2 separate regions of the Sus scrofa genome follow, and region 1 is linked to region 2. A link is a contact called in public Hi-C data. All regions are on one chromosome and are shown on one strand. Each heading gives the region's core, a stretch centred on a gene start, on an enhancer-like site or on the middle of the called end of the contact. The rest is flanking DNA. Distances are from core to core; before and after follow the strand shown.

Evidence for each region. Hi-C and Micro-C count contacts between places; a contact is called where the count stands out from the background.
Region 1: a Hi-C map of fetal skeletal muscle shows a contact between it and region 2, with 5 times the contacts expected there. The contact joins the enhancer-like site here to the promoter of MTSS1L in region 2. A contact is called at or near these places in 4 of 5 promoter capture datasets (fetal liver, fetal skeletal muscle, liver and 1 more), 28 of 47 Hi-C or Micro-C datasets (adipose tissue, alveolar macrophages, blood and 16 more) and 1 of 2 datasets of contacts at active chromatin or transcription factors (skeletal muscle).

What each region holds. Positions count from the first base shown.
Region 1 is chr6:13,759,696-13,762,989 of Sscrofa11.1, reverse strand. It overlaps VAC14 (protein VAC14 homolog), which reads left to right. Exons shown (of 19, transcript XM_021093808.1): 10 at 587-650. Among named protein-coding and RNA genes, the nearest start is that of TRNAG-GCC, 6.5 kb to the left of the region's middle. Within about 2 kb of position 1,384, at least 6 of the 83 cell types and tissues checked have an H3K27ac peak or open chromatin away from gene starts, as enhancers often do. A contact at or near this core is called in fetal skeletal muscle and skeletal muscle, where this site is marked.
Region 2 is chr6:13,680,386-13,683,625 of Sscrofa11.1, reverse strand. MTSS1L (MTSS1-like protein) reads left to right here and starts at 1,315. Exons shown (of 15, transcript XM_021093811.1): 1 at 1,315-1,490. The coding sequence starts at 1,422.

The DNA of each region.
Region 1 (3,294 bases), core at 135-2,634, 79 kb before region 2:
CGCTGGCCTACGCCACAGCCACAGCAACATGGGATCCAAGCCACGTCTGTGACCTGCACCACAGCTCACGGCAACACCGGATCCTTAACCCACTGAGCAAGGCCAGGGATTGAACCCACAACCTCATGGTTCCTAGTCGAATTCATTTCCACTGTGCCATGACGGGAACTCTTGTTATCTTTTATTATTTTGGCTATGTAGTGGGTGTGAAATGGTATCTCATTGTGGTTTTGCTTTACATTTCCCTGGTGGCTCATGATGTTGAGTGTTCCAGAAGTCCCTTTTGCTATCCATTGCCCTTGAACCAACAATCCCTTCTGAGTTTTCCCAGGTGCGTTCAGCCCTGGCATCCTTCTCCTTATGAGATCACTGTGCCTACCATCCTGCAAGCATGGGCACTGTTGCGAAGCTTTGGGAAGTGACTAGGCACGGGGTCCTCAGGGTTCAGAGCCACATCCCTTTCCCAAAGCCAGAATCAAAGTGTGGGGGACTGGAGGGCCTGTGTGTCCTTGTAACAGGCATCTTGTTCATTCAAGAGACACCCACAGCCTTAATCATGATGCCCTGTTCCTCTTTCTGTCCCCAGGAGGGCCCGATGGTTCTTGTGACTCCAGCTTCGGTGGCAGCATCGGTGTCTTCTCTCCAGCCAGGTAAGTGATCTGTCCCAGCCAGAGGTGTGTGTGGAAAGCAAGTGACCTAGGTCTTTCCTGCGTGTGGCAGAGCCCCAAGGCAGAGTGCTTGGACCACCACTTGTGGGACACTGAAGATGCCAGATGAGGGAGTCTGAAGGGTACCCAGCAACCCCACCCAACTCGATTCTGATGGACAGACAGCCTCTTGGGAGGGATGAGAAGCTGTTGGAGGTGAATAAGTACAAGTTTAAGAACATAGATGATACGGAGTTCCTGTCCTGGCTCAGCAGTGATGAACCCGGCTAGTATCCATGAGGATACGGGTTCGATCCCTGGCCTCTTTCAGTGGGTTAAGGATCCAGCATTGCCATGAGCTGTGGCATAGTTCGTAGACTCGGCTTGGGTCCCGTGGTGTTCTGGCTGTGGTGTAGGCCCGCAGCTGCAGCTCTGATTCAGCCTCTAGCCTGGGAACTTCCATATGCCACAAGTGCAGCCCTAAAATAAAAAAAAAGAGAAAAGGGCAAAAAGAGGATGTAAGTAATGCACAGCGATTCTAGGGAGACACTTGCAGAGGCCTTTGCCCAGCCCCTTTTGCTTGTCTAGGATCACGCAAGGCTGAGATTGACCAGGGAAGGTTGTTGGAGAGTCCAGGGCAGTTGAGTGGGAAAGTGCGTGCATAGGTGTGGCTGGAAGAGCTGGCCTGTCGCTGATGCCAGGTTGGCTGTAGTAACGCAGCCTTCCACATGGGGGCAGTGCAGGCCAAGCAGCGAGCTAACCCCCTTCCTCGCCAGCCCCCTCCAAACTCTGCAGGATGATGACATTCCCCTGGGGAGGGAATTATCACCATTCCGTCCCTGTCTGAGTCCCCTAGACTTGCCCCATGTCACCCATTGGTGGCTTTTTCCACTTGGCTGTGGGGCTGGAACGGATGGCTCTTCTCTGGGAGGGTTTCTTTCTTTGGAATTCAGCACCGAACGTGCCCTGGGGGATCTGGTCACTCTTGAAGAGAAGATACGCGCTCCACTCCGAGGCTCCCTTCTCCCCTGAGCATTAGGATCTATTCTCCTTTGATATCATTTTAAAATTTATCCTTATCTCTAAGGATTCTGTGGGTGTTTTCAAAGTGTGCCAGTATTGATTATAAATATGGACTGTTCCTAGGACCTCTCCAAAATTATTTGAGCAAGTCGGTAAACATTCACTTACTCATTTCAGACACCTGCTTGTGTTCAGCCATTCAGGTTCCAGGAAACTCAGCCCCCAAATGTGGTCCCTGACTTTGAGGTTCTCCAGGGAGGCAGAGACGTAAGCGGGAAGTTGCTGGGAAGGGTAGTGATGATTGTGCTGGAGGCTCCAAGGGCGTTCGTGGGAAGTGATGGTGCCCCAGCCAAGGCCCGCTGGAACACCAGCTGACGGCCGTGGGCGTTCCCCGAAGGCTTCCTGGGCCCGGCTGTGCCAAAGGCTTCCTGTGGCATCGTTAGCTTTTGCGGGTGTTTAAATCCCATGGGGTCAGTAGTAGTATTATCTGCACTTTAGGGCTGAGGGGCAGGAGGTCGGGCTGCTGTGTAGAAAATGGATGTAGGGGGGACTCAGGTGGGTGCAGACTGGTCAGGGAGCCACTGCTGCTGTCCTGACAGGATGGGGACTCAGTCTGAAGGAAGCTGATAGGCTTGAGATCTCTTCTGAAGGTAGAATTGACAGGGTTTGCTGATGGGTGGGCTGGAGTGAGAGGAGGGAAATGAGGGAAAGAAGAACTTCTAGATTTGGGCCTTGAGCCAGATCAGGATATCCTGGTATCACTTTCCCGGCTGGGGCAGAAGGAGGAACAGGTGTGTGAGTGGGCCCGTCAAGAGCTGGGGTTCAGGCAGCTCTGAGCATCCCCCCAGGATGCAGGTTTGGAGATTGGCTTCCAGAACTCGGGGCAGAGGTCTGGACGGAGGTGCAGGGACTCCGGCATGTCCTGCAGTAGAATCTGCTTTAGTCCCTAAGGCTGTGGGAGTTGGGGGGGCAGACCTCCAATTTAGGAGACGCTCTGGCAGCGCCAGGGAGGGTAGACAAGGGAGGGGGACAAAACTAGCAGGAGAAAGGCCTGTGAGGACTTTGTCGTTGATCTAGGCCACCAGGGACCATCCTGCTCTGCGGGAGAGGCAGTGGGGTCGGAGGATGGTCCCGGAGGAGCAGAGATGGGACATAAGTGACTGCCTGTGAGGCGGGCATGGCCCTGCTGTCTAGCTTGGGAGGCAGAGGTCCGTCTGTGTACAGGAGGCCTTGGTTCCTATACTGTCGCCAGAGACCACCGGACTGGAACCAGCGTGTTGATTTGTACCCGTCATTCGGCAGCAAACGCCAATATTACCCTTTGAAAGTTTAAAAAAAAAAAAAAAGTGAGGGCAAATTTATCTAGTGCTTTGTTTCCCTCCAACGGAGGTGTCCTTGTGGCAGCTGCCCGTCTGCGTCACCAGCTGTGCCAGAGAGGAGAGCGGCCTTCAGAGTCATGAAACCTGAGCCCAGGCCCCCAGCCCCTGGAGGCGGCAGCTGAGGACGGGAGGGCCGGGTGCGGCTTCCGCCAGTTGGCGCTGCCAGAGGGGGACTGAGCTTGGCCGAGATGGCCTCTTCCGGGGTCACCAAGAAACCTAACCCACCCTGGCACCCGCAGGTGCCA
Region 2 (3,240 bases), core at 66-2,565:
TCTAGGACAGGCCCCTTCTTCCTAGAGAGCCCCAAGCACTGGCCTGGCCCCCTGAACCCTGTCTTTCCAGGCACCTCATCTGGCTTTTCCATCCTGATTCCCCCCTGGGGGCGTGGGACATCTCCCCACTGGACGGATGAACTGAGGGAGCCTCCAGAGCTGCTGGATGAATGGCAGCTGGGGATCACTGGGGATGGAAGGGAAGACCCAGACCAGTGTGGGCGTGCCTCCCACATGCGCACCCTTTGATTCGACTAAATGAGCCTGAGCTCCCCAAACCTATAGGCCAGAGTCCGCCTGGCCCCAGGCTTTGGGAAGATTGGCCTAATGAGTTCCCAAGTGGCTATTGTGGGCCCCTGGAGTAGGAGAGAAGGATCTTGTGTGGGCTTTAACTCCAGAGCCCCAACATAGCCCTGGGAAGGTGGGCTTCCCTGCCTGGAGTCTCCAGGACAGGGCCACAGGGTGAACTCACCATGGCCCACGTGCACACACATGTACCCAGGAATCAGGGACTGGGGACAATTGCCCATCTCTGTCCTGCTGGTCCCACCCCCAAGGAAGAAGGTTCCCTAAGGACTAGGACACCATCGCCCCCAAAGGCCCAGCCTGGGCCCCCCCCCCCCCCCGTGAGAGGCGTCATCACTGGCACTGCTTGGAAAAGGAGCCAGAGAACTTCTGGAGAAGGGTCCAAACTCTTCTGTGCCTGGACCCCCGGGCACCGTGCCCCCCTGCTGAGTGTGCTGTATGCATCCTGCAGGATTGCACCCGAGGGCCCCCGTCCGCCCGCCGCCCTCTTGTAAAAGCGCTGGAACCAGCCCCCGTTCGGCCCGAGACCAAAGGACGGAGGCTGGTTTTGAGCTCCTTCCAGGGGGTGGGCGCTCAACCACGGGTCCCACTCCCGCGAGGGAGCCGGGCAGACCCCGCCTAGCGCCGTCCCCGACCCGCGATGGCGCCCGCGCCCGCGCCCGCCGGACCCGCTCGCCCGACCAGTCTGGCGGTGCCCGGGCTCGGATTTCAAAGCCCGAGCTCCCGGCGGTGAATGGGCCGGCGCTGGCCCGGCCTTTCCCACAGCCCCCTCCCGGCGCGGCGCTGCCCCTCCCTCCCTGCCGGCGGCCCGCCCTCCGTGCGCCCACGTGACGCCCGAGCCTCGGCGGCTCGGATTACGGCCGCCGCTCCAGTCTCCGCGCCGAGGCTGCGCCGCCAGCTGCCCGCGCCGCGCCCCCCACGCCGCCTGCCAGCCCCGCCGCGACATGGCCCACGCCGCCCCGCGGCGGCCTGCGATCCCCGAGCGCGGCGCGGCCGGCCGCTGAGCGCGGCCCGGAGGCGGCAGGCCCGGCCCGCCCTCGGCGTGAGCGCCTCCGCGGCCCGGGTCCTCGCGCCCTGCCTGCGCCCCGCCGCCACCGCTGCCGCCCGGCCGGAGCATGGAGACGGCAGAGAAGGAGTGCGGCGCCCTAGGCGGGCTCTTCCAGGCCATTGTCAACGACATGAAGGTGAGTAACGGGGCGCGGCGGGAACGGCCGCCCTGCGGGTGCGCGTGTTCGGGTTCAGGTGCGTGTCCCCCCTGGGGACGCGTGGCGGCGGCGGCAGTGCCCTGCCGTGTCCGTGCGCCGCCGTGTTTGTGTGTCCTTGTCTGAGCGCGTCTGGCCTGCGTCTGCCTTGCGCCTGGGTCTCTGGGTGCCCGTCCGGGGGGGTGTGGGTGCTCGCGTGTCGGGGTGTCCGTGGTCCATGCCCCGGGTCGCTCAGGTCGAAGCGCCCCTTGGGGTCCTGACCCGAGCCTGCGCACACGCGGGCTCCCCGCACCCCAGACCCCCAAACCTTGAGTGGTGTTTGGCGCCGGGGACGACACCGCGGCCCTTTACCGGGTCCAGGGTCTCTCCTGCCTCCGCCCCTACCACCACCATCCCCCGCCTTCCCCCGCCCCTGATGGCCCTGGAGCCCAGACAATGCTGTCACCGCCAAAGCAGGGGAAAATAATAAAGCGGGGAACCGTTAACTCCTTCCCTGCCGGCCTTGGCCTCTGCGCCCTCCCCGGCCGCTGCTGCCTTGGCCCCCGGTCTCCCAAAAAACAAGCCCTAGGAAGCTCCGGGACTCCAGGGTCTCCACGATGAGTGTCCCTGCATGCCAAGGCCTCTGTCCTCACTTTGGGAGGAGGAGGGAGTAGGTTGGGTTGATGCAGCGGCCCAAAGGGAGAGCCTGCTACTGCTGGAGGCTCTCAGCTCCCTTGATTGCCCAAGGTCAGGCTGGATCAGGCCGCCAATTCCTGGCTCACCAGGTGGGGAAACTGAGGCCTGGGAATGATTCAAGGTCATTAAGGAGACTCTTGGACACCGTCCCTGACCTGGCTCCTCACGGTTGATCTAGGGAGTGAGGGGATCCTCTCCAGAAAAGAGGCTGGGGTTGGCAGAGCTGACCCAGGCTGACTAGGCAGAGAGGAGGGCCAGCGTCAGTGACAGAGTGGGGGCCAGGAAGCAAAATTTCTACCTTTCTCCTCTGAGGCAGGACTGTGGGGCAGGGCAGAGAACTGGGCTCCCCAGAGGAACTCCCGAGAGCCCCCACCCTCGCAGCGCATCTCACACTCCCAAGTACAGAGCATAGAATCCTACAGTGACATCGCGGGCCCCTGGAGGACACACTACAGTGGCCCCGTGCAGGCCTTTTGGGGGGCTTCCAGTGCTGCCAGGGGGACAGCCCCAGGGACAGCTGCCACATCCCTGGCCCCCACCTCAGAAGAGACCCGGAGCCACTGTCACCTGGAGCTACAGGGTTAGCAGCATGTATAGGTGCTCCTGCCTGCCTCCACGTGGGTGCCCCCTGAGCGCTTCATCCCCTAACTACCCCCAGGCCCCTTCTGCCAGAGAAATTCTGGCCTCTCTCTGCCTTCAGCAACCCCTCCTGCCTGGTGGACATCACAGCCTTGGCACTGGGTTTCCTTCCTGGGACCAGGCCGCCCAGACCAGCCTCCCTCAGCCATTCCCAGGGCTGGGGTGGGGGTGGCGGGACCTTCCCACACCCTCCTCTTGCTGGCATCCTCCCCGCAAACACTGCAGAGGGCAGCAGCTTTTGCTCAGAGAGGAGGGGCAGGACTGTCTCCCTCCTTCTCCAGACAGTTCGTGAGGAACTTTGGGATGAGACAGAAGGGAACGGGCTCAGGCTGTAGCAAGGGATTCAGCAAGATTTTCCGACATGTGGAAGCAGACTGGGAGAGGTTTCACCTGGGGTGATGCCAACTCCTGATATTCC